Regions from separate parts of the Mus musculus genome. Here regions 2, 3 and 4 are each linked to region 1. The links are chromatin contacts, called in public Hi-C maps. All regions are on one chromosome and are shown on one strand. Each heading gives the region's core, a stretch centred on a gene start, on an enhancer-like site or on the middle of the called end of the contact. The rest is flanking DNA. Distances are from core to core; before and after follow the strand shown.

Region 1 (2,600 bases), core at 54-2,553:
AGAAAACAAAATCAGACAAGCATAGGTCTCGCCTCTCCTGGTTACAAGTGACTTCTTGTAACTCAGCCCAAGCAATGCTGGATGAACTGGAACCAGCAACTTACTGGGGATTGAAATGAGAAGTTCAAGCGTACTTGGAGTTTCAGGTGCGTTTAGATCCTTCTGCTCACCGGGGACCAAGCCCGAGTCCGCATCCGACCAAGAGGCACCATCCCAGCTTCCGTGTGTCTCGCCGTCCCCGGGTCTGTCTCTCTGTCTCTCCATCCTCGCTTCAGGCCGGGGCCCAGCCCGAGAGACATTGGCCCGGCCCGTGCATCCTCCCTGCCTACCCCGCTGTCTCTGTCTCCCTCCCTCTGTCCCAAGGCCTCCTCCAGATGTCACCGGTCTCTGTGTGACCTCATCTCTACCTTCTTCCAAGCTGGCTCTGCCTTCAGACAGCTTGCTAAGCACTTCTGTATAAAGGCCAGTGCAGCCAGCAGGGCCATTAGACAGCCCAGAAATCTCTAGCCTGGGATTGAGGTGAGCTGGGCAGGTTTCCCTCAAGGGAAACTGGACATTGGCTCTGGAGGACACAAGCAGCCGGGACTGTTAAGTTAGGGGGTGTTCAGCGTTTCCCCACACATCTGCTGCAGGATGATGAACCATGCGACCCTCACTTGCTCCGTCATCCTCATTCACTGAGCACTTGTTCTTAGAGAAGGGTAACTAGCAACAAAGTAACAAACTAGACAGAATCTTGACTGATGTGCAAAGAGCAACAAAGTAACAGAATCTTTACTGCAGCGCTGGGCGTCTAGCACAGCTGTGTGTCAATAACCAAGACAAAACACACAAACTAAAAGCTGGGCAGTGGCGGTCCACACCTGTAATCCCAGCACTTGCAGACGGAGGCAGGAAGATCTCTGCGTTCCGAGATAGCCTGGGCTACAGAGTCACTTCTAGGACCGCCTGAGCTACACAGAGAAACCCTGTCTCGGAAAATCAAAACAAGAAGAAGGAGGAGGAGGAGAGGAAAAAAAAAACTGCATATGACAGGGAAGGTGGTGAGAAAGGATCAGAAGTCAAGCAAAGAGGGAAGGGAGTTGTGGGGGTGGGGAGGTCGTGTGAAACTTTATCCATAATGATCTCATTGATAAAGGGGACACAGGATCAAGAAAGGCCAGGGAACTTATTAACAGGAATTCTAGGAAGCACATTCAAGCAGCAGTAATAGTTGGTGCAAAGGGCCAGAGGCATGCAGGCTGACAGAGTGGCAGCACTGTGACCCAGGGCACAGAAAATGGGAAGTCTGAGGCGTGCTGATGGTGATGTTCATCATGTGAGGGCTTGAGGCTGAACCAGGGAGAGGACTTGACTTTCTGGGGAGGGTGGATGTCAGGCATACATGGGTCAGAGAAGGGAAACAGTCTGACTTCCATTTCACTAGGTGGAGAAGAGGCTGACTGTACAGTGAGGCAGGTGCGGAGTCTACAGCTGTCCAGGCACAAGAGGAGCCCAGCCAGTGCTCTATTGCAGTGGTGCAGGCTCAGAGGCAAAGCTGGAAAGATGGGCAGATAGGTCACAAGTAAGACCTGTGGAGAACATCTCCAGGGACTGCAAAGCTGTGGGGGAAAGGTGATGGGGTTGCTCAGTGCCCCCAAGGGAGGAGCCACTCCACAGACAGCCATGGTGGAGTCTGAAGCTGAGGGTGAGCCTTGATTTCTGAGGTTCAGGCATGTAGTGGGGACAGTGGGACAAGGTACAGCTCCTAGGCTTTGTGCACCTTACTGGGTACACTTACTGGACACTGAGGCCTTCAGGACCCCAGCTCTGACGTCCACATCCTGCGCAAAGCAGACCCGGGAAAGGAGAACCCGGCAGCCCCATTTTCCACGTTCCATCTGGCAGATGAGGAGACTACACTCCCCTGCTGACCGGTAACCAAGGGATGGGTTGGAAACCCTCGGCTCTCACGGGGGCCAGATGGCAGGCAGCTAGGGAGATGCACCCAGATTCCAGGCAGCAGTTCAGGGCAGCTTCATCCACCGACATCCATTCTGAACATTCCAGCTGCCACTCACCAGCGAAATGAAGGCGTGTGGATGCAGGTTATCTCAGGAGTGGCCCATCCTGGGTTCAAACTGCCAAGTGCATTCCTGCGAGGGTTTTCTAGTTTTATTCGTCGACAAGGGTGTTGAGGGGCAGGTTCGTCTGAATTCTAGAAAGTGTGTCAGAATTAGGCTTGGCTGCTTGGGAAAATGAAACCTAGCATTGCTTCTTCGACACATAAAAATGTCTGGGGCCGGTGGTCCAGAATTGGAGTGGTAGTGTCAAGATGTCTCTAGCTTTCTACTCTGTCATCCCTTCTGTGTCACATCTGTCCTCGAGGCCACCTTGTGCTTCAGAACTGCCACGTACTTGGCAACAGGAAGCAAAGGTCAAAGGGCAAAAAAGGGATAAAACAGTAAATGAAGAGCAGCCCCTGAGGACCACGCCCCAGCAGTCACGTGGGATGTGGGCATTCTTACATAGTCACGTGATCTTGGGTTTGGCCAAGTCACAGAGGGTTTAGCGTCTTTGCTAGGGGTGAACGGGCTTGAAGAAAGCATACAGGGAGGCTG
Region 2 (2,600 bases), core at 65-2,564, 360 kb before region 1:
CCTCAGCCAGCCTATGCTGAGGCATCCCTCCCCTCCATTCCTAGGTACCAGCCATATGATAGGTCTAGTACAGAATAGAGTTCATTTGGAGGCATGGGAAGGAGAGTTGAGGGGATGGAGAGAGAGAGAGAGAGAGAGAGAGAGAGAGAGAGAGAGAGAGAGAGAGAGAGAGAGAAGAGGAGAAGAGGCTGGCCAGGCCAAGAACATGTGAGGGTCGGGGAGAGAAAGGTGTTAAGGAGGGCAAAGGGAATCAGGGTTCAGAGTCAGAGAGGCCCATCTGTCCCTTTTATAGGAAGCCAGGCCTACTGGCTGTTGCTAGGTAATTGTTGGGCGGAGCTTAGAAGGAATGCTAACAGCAGCCATGACACTTGGCATTTGAGAGACCAACTCAACACACTAGTCACTGGTCTTGGTCAGGAAGCTGACCTGTTCTTCATGGGCACTTGTGCCTGGGCATTTGCATGTGGGAAGAGAGACATTGTCACATTGAAATTACCTCGACTATTCTATTTTCCCTTATATTTCTTCTTATGTTATAGCCTGGACATCAAATTTAAAAAACAGAACCAAAAGGATCATGTGTGGGACCAGAGCGATGACTCAGAGTTTCAGTACGCTTAGCTGCTCTATCAGGGGTGGGGGCTGGAATCTGGTTCCCAGTGCCAGTGTTGGGTGGTTCACAGAGGTCTGTAACTGCATCACCAAAAGATCTGATGCCCCCTACTGGCAGACACACGCACATAAAATAATAAAGCAAATCTTAAAAAACTATATAGATTATACTATCTGTGACTTTCATTTTAAGTTTGGACTACAGTGGAAATGAATTTTGAAATTGTATCTACAATGTAGCTTCAGGACTGTTAGGGGGGAGAGCTGCTCTTCCTTAGATGTAGCTCTTTCCCCAGGGAGCCTGTGACCTCATTTGAAGGAGCTTTTGAGCGCTTGCTAAATCAAGCCAGGTTTTCATGGCAAGAGCGCCTTACTTTTCTTCTTAGTTGCACGTCCTCCTCTGCCAAGACTCCTCTTACGGCCACGGCTGGAGGCTGGTGTAATTTTTATCCTTACATCCTCGGGCTGTCGAGACATGCCTGGAATTGTCCCCATCAAGTGTGGCAACCTGGCTCCGGTTTGTTACAGATGCTGCTGAGGCTGCTGCCAAATTTAGGCCACTGTCAGTGAGCAAATAATTTGTCCCTCCATAGGAGATAGAGAGACATCAACTCGAAGGAGCAAGGCAGGAAGCTTAGTCATGCAGATGGCACAGAGCACAGAGGGCAGAGGAGAGGCCTCCTTCACAGTCTGCAGCAGCCTGGGGTCTGGAGCCTGGAGGCAGCTATGGAAACACTGGCCAGGGCAGCCTGTGCTCGGCTCAGCCACAGAGGCTCCAGACAGGAGCAAACAGCACCGGTTCCCAGGACACCGAGAAGCAAGAAGTTAGCCAGAGGCTGCCTGGTCCTCAGCACACACAATGGGGGTCATTCCCCATGGAATCTGGAAGCCTCAGCTGATGCTCAACACACTGACTGGTTCTCACAGGGGACGGTGGGGGATGGGGGACGGTGACTTAGCAGCCAGGAGAGGTCTCTTGGATACTGGGAGAGCTGTCACTGTGATTCATGGCTCCTCTGACATCACAGGGAGGATGCAAAGTCAAGGTAGCCCAGGAAATGGGACATGGAGGCAGGACAGACAGACAGACAGACAGACAGACAGGCAGGCAGGCAGGCAGACAGGCAAGCAACACACACACACACACACACACACACACACACACACACACACACACACCACAGCAAATAAGGAATTGATCAGATAGGACGCCTTTAGTTCTTGTAAGCCACAGACATAGCCCTTTCCAGAAGAAGATCCACTAAATAAGGTATTCTGAAGCCACATGGAGACTGAAGACAGTAGGCACAGACCCCAGGGTTCAAATTATGCATCATCGGTGTCTTTTCACTTTTCTTCTTATACGTGGAGAAGAAAACAACCAAATAGTCGAAGAAAGGGAGGCTCCACATCAGAACCAGTAGAGGGTCTGAGCAGGAAGCCTTGGCATGGCTGTCTGCTGGCACTGGGAGAGGCAGGCACCCCTCTATCTGTGAAACGGGAGTGATGCTGGCCTTAAAGGGCAGGCTTCTACTGAACACTCTGGGGTCAGTCCTGGAACACTGGGCCCTCCAAGAGATGACTTTTTAAAACGTCCTCTTGCACTTGGCAAGGCCTGGGTAGCCCAGTAATGCTTATCCTGCTAAACGTTTCTGGGTAGAACTTTCTAGATGCCCCTTGGTGTCCCTTGTCTGCTGTTATATTAATACAACCTCCTATTTCTCAGTGTAAAGATGTTCTCACATGCGCCATGGCTTGAAGTGTTCACAAGGCTGCGTTCTGGTCAGTAGGAAGGGAAGTGATGGTCTGAGTTCCACATTGTGTCCTTCAACATGAGTCTGTTCCCCCGTCTGTACTCTTCCTACCTTTGGGAGTGTGACTCTGTTAGTGACTCTGTGGGGGCGGTTTAGGGTCGACATTCCGGGAGGGTGGGGCCACAGGCAGGGCCTGTTCCCCAGTGTCTCAGAACTGCAGCTTTAGGTATGGGT
Region 3 (2,600 bases), core at 74-2,573, 330 kb before region 1:
TTAGCGGTCCACTTGGGGTCTTTGTAATAGGGGTGGGGTGGGCTGGTGATAGCAGCATCATTAACTTATGAAGAATAGCTTTCAAGTTAAAAATTGTTTTTCCAGAATAAGACATGCTAAATCCACCAGAGGGTGTTTTTTAAAGTCATTTCTAAGTCAGTGGAGATTTCAAGTGTGCTCAACGTCCCTGAGGGTAAAAACATTGCTGAGTGAAGCTTTCAGAAGAGAGAGAAAAACCAGGGCCTCAGAATGACCCCTGTCACCTGCCAATACTTTGAAATAAACCAGCCTGCCGTTTGACCTCCAGTGCGAATGTCCCATGGTTGAGGTGGGTAAGGATAGACTGACTCACAACCCAGACAGCCAGTCCAGCCTCCCGGGGGACTTCCTGTTCCTGCAGCCTCAGATGCAGGAGGGTTTGAGTGAAACCAGAGCCGGCGCCTGAGAACGAGAGGATGACCAAGCCAAATAAAAAGAGGGAGCCATTTTCATCTCTCTTTCATGCACGCCGATGGATCAGAAAATTGAGAGAGAATTAAAAGTAATTAAAAAGCTCTTCCAAATGGTGCAGGAAGCAGAGGAGGCTGCAGCCCCTAAGGGCAGGGAGCAATCTATGATGGGAGAGGAAGCAGCCCTGGGAAGAGCAAGAGCATGCCTGCGTGTTTATGTGTGTGTGTGTGTGTGTGTGTGTGTGTGTGTGTGTGTGTGTATGTGTGTGCATGCATGTGCAAGTGTATGTGTGTGTACATGTGCATGCGAATGTATTTGTGTGTGTATGTGCACATGTGTGTGTATGTGTGTGCATGCATGCATGCCTGTGTGTGCACAAGTGTGCATGTGTGTGTGAAAGTGTATGTGTGTGTATGTGTGTGCATGCATACGAGTGTATATGTGTGTACGTGTGTGTGTACGTGTGTGTGTGTGTGTGTGTGTGTGTGTGTGTGTGTATGTGTCTCAGAACTTGCCCTGTGTGAGTCCCCTTTTCTTTTCCAATCACACGGCAGAAGCAGGCTCGGCCAGCACTCATCCACATCCTAACCAGCTGTGTGTGAGGAGCCTGGAGGCTGGGTCTCACCACAGGCAGGTTCCACCGTGCTTTCCCTGCCAGGATCATGGACTGAAACAAAACCAGCATGAAAGGGAGCAGAGAGAGGGGCCATCAGGAGCTACTTTGAGCCGACCACCACGGACTGTGCTGTTAGTGAATGGCTTTAGACAGGCTCCCACGAAAGGGGCATGTGTCGTCTTCCCTTAATTCTGTGTGGCCCATGTCACCTTCCAGCTTGTCTCAAGAAGCTCACGGAACCCGACTAGCTGACTCCCCTCCTTCCTCTTTCTAGACTGTGTGTTGCAAAAGTTTGAATTTGGGGTTTCTGTCTACAACAGTAGAGGCGTTGAGCCATCGGTGGATGCCGGGCCCTTGGCTTCAGAGACTGGGTTAGAGACAGATATGTAAGACTCATATTTTGTACTTAGGTTTAAATTTTGGGATAAAAAAAAATGCCTTTCTCCTAGGGCTCCTGAAAATGGAAACAAGTACAAGAACAGAACTACCCTGAGAGGGGAGAAACCACTGACAACCAAAATGGTGGGAGGGAGAGATGGAGGGGTTGTTTCCCTGATCCTGCCATTCGAGTGCCTGGATCCAGCCATGTCTGAAGTCGATCCCTTTAAGGGCACAAGCTATGAGCTCTTCCTATCATACTTTCTTAATTTTTATTTTGAGTCTGTCAACTGTAATCACGACCGACAGATTAAAACGGTGACTACCTCAGTAAAGGTCTGAGATGCGTTCACTGATGCCAACGTCCTGATGAGAGTCCAGAACTAGGGTCCCCACAGACAGCGTCTGCTCTGCTCGTAACAAAGCACAGTCTTATAACTGGAGCTGAAGGCCTCTTGTCTCGGTGCCTCTCACATCTGTGGACTACAGTCTGGACTATGCTGAGCTAGACCACTCTCGATGCAGAAGCTTATTAATGCCCCAATATGAACATGGAGACCCCAGAAGCCAGGCCACACCTGGAAGCTATTAGTCTCATCCTCATCCATCTTGTCCTAGAAGACAAAAAAGTAAATATTATGCATAGGGTTATTAATATAACATGCATGTGATACATATTATGTGTTAGTTATTAATATTTGGCAAAAGACACATAGAACAAAAATCTTCATTGTTTGTATCTTCAGTGTGGATATTGTTTTGTCTAGACTCTGTTGTTTGGCTTTTTTTTGAGACAAAGACTCCATTTGTAACCCAGTCTGGCCTTGATCTCCCGATCCTCCTGCTTCAGGCTCTCCGGGACTGGGCAGACAGACAGATGTGCACTGCCATGGTCAGCTGTGATCTTAACAAACAAGCAAGCAAGTAAACATGCCAATAACCCTCCGAAACATCTCTTCTCTCTTACTATGAGACACAAAGTTAAGTATAGTCCAGCTTCCCCCGCCCCCTCCTTAAAGACTGGCTTTAATCCCATGGGGTCCCTCATCTCGAGTCAGGCGAAACGAGACACTTCAAGGTTTCGGAGACCCTTGAGAACATTCCTTCAGTGTTGTTTCCAGCTGGCGAGATTTAGAGTCCACAAACACACTCTCCG
Region 4 (2,600 bases), core at 71-2,570, 290 kb before region 1:
GGGAATGAACCTAGGACAAGCATTCTACGAATGCGCCTGGGATGGCAAATCTTCCACCACCCAGAATGCATTATCTAGGATGGTCAGGCAGGATGCGTGGCTGCAGGGTTTAGTGACCTCCCCTTTGCAGGGGATAGCCTCGGTTAAGGTCACCCTCATCTTTAGAAAGGCCAGTGCCACCATGTACCTGACTCCACATCCCAGCTAGACGATCCTGAGAAAGTCACCGAACAGAATGCTAATTTCAGATTGTAGAGACGTAAATGGTATTTAAAGTACAAAGAGCTTAGACTGGCACACAGTCAACCCTAAACGGTGACTCTTCGAGCATGTGTCTTAGTTAGGGCTTCACTGATGTGAAAAGACACCATGACCAAGGCAACTCTTATAAAGGCAAACATTTCATTGGGGCTGGCTCTCACTGTCAGATGTTCAGTCTATTATCATCATGGCAGGCAGCATAGCAGCGTGCAGGTGCTCATGGTGCTGAAGGAGTGGAGAGTTCTACATCTTTATCTGAAAGCAACCAGGAGGAGGTGCTCTTTTGTAGGTAGCCAGGAGGAGGTTCTCTTCTATACTGGGTGGAGCCTGAGCATAGGTGGCCTCGAGGCCCACCTATGAAGTGACACACTTGCTCCAACAGGCCATACCTCTTCCAATAAGGCCACACCTCCTAATGGGCAAACATTCAAACCACCAAGCATGTCTGTTATGTGCGTGCATGAAGTGTATGCACATGTATGCACACACATCTGTGCACATTGTGTGGAGGCCCAAGGACATCAGGAGCTCACTCTATCCTCAATCACTCCCGATCCCCTTCTTTGAGGTCCGATGGATGCTTAGTTTTAATTGCCCACTTTATACAAACTAGAGTCAACTGGGAGATGTCTCCGTGAAGGATTGTCTAGGTTATGATGGCTTGTGGCGTGTGTGTGTGTGTGTGTGTGTGAGATTGTCTTGATTTCATTAGTCCACTCAATACCTTCTTGTCAGGTGTCAACGTCATTAAGGTTCATTTGGGCTTAGAGGTTGAAGGGCTACAGCCCAGCATGTGGGAAAGGACAAGCAGATGCAGGAGGATGAGGAGCCTGGCTGGTCCTGCTGCCTGTGGGGTCAGCAAACAGATGACACTCCCCCCCCCCCCCAATGATGTGCTTTCTCACAAGCGTTGTCTCGGAATCTTCTTAGTGCTCCTTAGACACTTCAGTGCTGGGAGCTGCCTCCGGGAGCCAGGCATTGACTGGTTTCCACAGTTTCCAGGGGTGAGCGTGTGACTCAGACTTGTTCCTCTCAGGCCCCACGAGGCTGGGGATATGACCGGCTCAGGATGAGGAAGCTGCTCTTTGCAAAGGGACCTGGGGTGGTTGCCGTGGTTCCAGAGCACAGGCCCCGTGGTGAAGCCAATCTAAGCAGCTGTTCTGGGACAGACAAGAGGCCATAGCATCTGAACAAGGAAGCTTTGGTCTTCAAAACTGGGTGTGCCCAGTTCTTTTGATTTGGTGTCTTTGAAGTTGGATGTCTAAACTTATGAACAACTGTGACCTGGGCCTGATGTCCATGGTCCCTGCAGGCCCATAATTCCCCTGGGATGACACTTGTCTGCCAGGACCTCCCCAGCCTCTGATGTCTGTTTTCCTTTAGTTCATTTGTCCTGCAGTATTAAAGCTCACACGATGCTCTGTGCCCATCCAGCCCACCCAGGAGTCCCCATGATGGTGGCTCATTGCTTGGTTGGTTTGATTATTTAAAAAAAAACAAAAACAAAATCAGATTCCCTAATTGAACCCCTTAAGTGTGTTTCCTTTGAATGCATTTTGGCCACAGTTATTAAATCACAACTGTATCACCCCTTAAATTATCTTGAAAACAAATCAATAATTTATTTAACCAGAGTCAAGAAAAGAAGCAGAGAAAGGAAAAGAAAAAAAAAATCCCCCAAAGAAATCTCTCTAATGAGTTTTACTTGGAAGGAAGCCGTGGACGAACACTGGGAAGGAATTTCGCTCTAAAGCAGGGCACACAACTAGCTGGGAGAATGAAAGTGACCTACTTCAATATTGTTCATTATTGCTCTCTCTGACAACTAACTCACCTTTGTTAAATGTCAGCTGTTTTCTGAGCACGCGACAGGGCCAAACAATCTCATGACATTCCCGATAGTGAGTGACAGCACTTGGACCCCACGTGGGAATTTGTTTTATTCTGTGAACTGAACATCTGAGATCATTACAAAACCCAGTAGCTCATTCGTGTCTCCAACCTGGACCCCCGGGGGGCAAAATCGGATCTAATTCAAATATCACTCTTTAAGTGCCCTGTGCTTTAATTGAGTTTCTAGGGGTCATAGCTCATTGGTACTGAGTAGGACAGTTCCCCATGGAGTGACAGACGTGGCCTTACATTCTCTAGGACCCGAGGCTCCCGTCAGTGAATCTGCTGGCAATCAGAGCATGTCTAATTTTGAGCAGGAGGAAAATTCCCCAAGAAGGATGGAAATGTCTCCTGGGGGCGGCAAGAGCTGGACAGACACTGAAGCAGAGAGGAGATTGGGGGGGGGTGTTGCTGTGCTCCACCCCACCCTTTCCACACACTGACCT

The links. Hi-C and Micro-C count contacts between places; a contact is called where the count stands out from the background.
Region 2: a contact with region 1 is called in a Hi-C map of bone marrow-derived macrophages, with 22 read pairs. The contact joins two enhancer-like sites. A contact is called at or near these places in 1 of 15 datasets of contacts at CTCF or cohesin (CD8 T cells), 2 of 484 Hi-C or Micro-C datasets (bone marrow-derived macrophages and uterus), 3 of 115 datasets of contacts at active chromatin or transcription factors (embryonic stem cells, fibro-adipogenic progenitors and large pre-B cells) and 1 of 9 other capture datasets (embryonic stem cells).
Region 3: a Hi-C map of bone marrow-derived macrophages shows a contact between it and region 1, with 30 read pairs. The contact joins two enhancer-like sites. A contact is called at or near these places in 2 of 484 Hi-C or Micro-C datasets (3T3-L1-derived adipocytes and bone marrow-derived macrophages) and 3 of 115 datasets of contacts at active chromatin or transcription factors (embryonic fibroblasts, fibro-adipogenic progenitors and large pre-B cells).
Region 4: a contact with region 1 is called in a Hi-C map of bone marrow-derived macrophages, with 25 read pairs. The contact joins two enhancer-like sites. A contact is called at or near these places in 2 of 484 Hi-C or Micro-C datasets (bone marrow-derived macrophages and nephron progenitors), 5 of 115 datasets of contacts at active chromatin or transcription factors (cardiomyocytes, embryonic basal ganglia, embryonic stem cells and 1 more) and 1 of 9 other capture datasets (embryonic stem cells).

The regions. Positions count from the first base shown.
Region 1 is chr2:166,125,999-166,128,598 of GRCm38.p6, reverse strand. All of the region lies in intron 2 of Sulf2 (sulfatase 2), which reads left to right. Among named protein-coding and RNA genes, the nearest start is that of Gm52534, 7.1 kb to the right of the region's middle. Within about 2 kb of position 1,303, at least 15 of the 459 cell types and tissues checked have an H3K27ac peak or open chromatin away from gene starts, as enhancers often do. A contact at or near this core is called in bone marrow-derived macrophages, where this site is marked.
Region 2 is chr2:166,481,880-166,484,479 of GRCm38.p6, reverse strand. No RefSeq gene overlaps it. Among named protein-coding and RNA genes, the nearest start is that of Gm30908, 12 kb to the right of the region's middle. Within about 2 kb of position 1,314, at least 56 of the 459 cell types and tissues checked have an H3K27ac peak or open chromatin away from gene starts, as enhancers often do. A contact at or near this core is called in bone marrow-derived macrophages, where this site is marked.
Region 3 is chr2:166,457,879-166,460,478 of GRCm38.p6, reverse strand. It overlaps 5031425F14Rik (RIKEN cDNA 5031425F14 gene), which reads right to left. Exons shown (of 3, transcript NR_015558.3): 3 at 1,709-2,058. Among named protein-coding and RNA genes, the nearest start is that of 5031425F14Rik, 12 kb to the right of the region's middle. Within about 2 kb of position 1,323, at least 57 of the 459 cell types and tissues checked have an H3K27ac peak or open chromatin away from gene starts, as enhancers often do. A contact at or near this core is called in bone marrow-derived macrophages, where this site is marked.
Region 4 is chr2:166,419,226-166,421,825 of GRCm38.p6, reverse strand. No RefSeq gene overlaps it. Among named protein-coding and RNA genes, the nearest start is that of Gm30796, 16 kb to the right of the region's middle. Within about 2 kb of position 1,320, at least 32 of the 459 cell types and tissues checked have an H3K27ac peak or open chromatin away from gene starts, as enhancers often do. A contact at or near this core is called in bone marrow-derived macrophages, where this site is marked.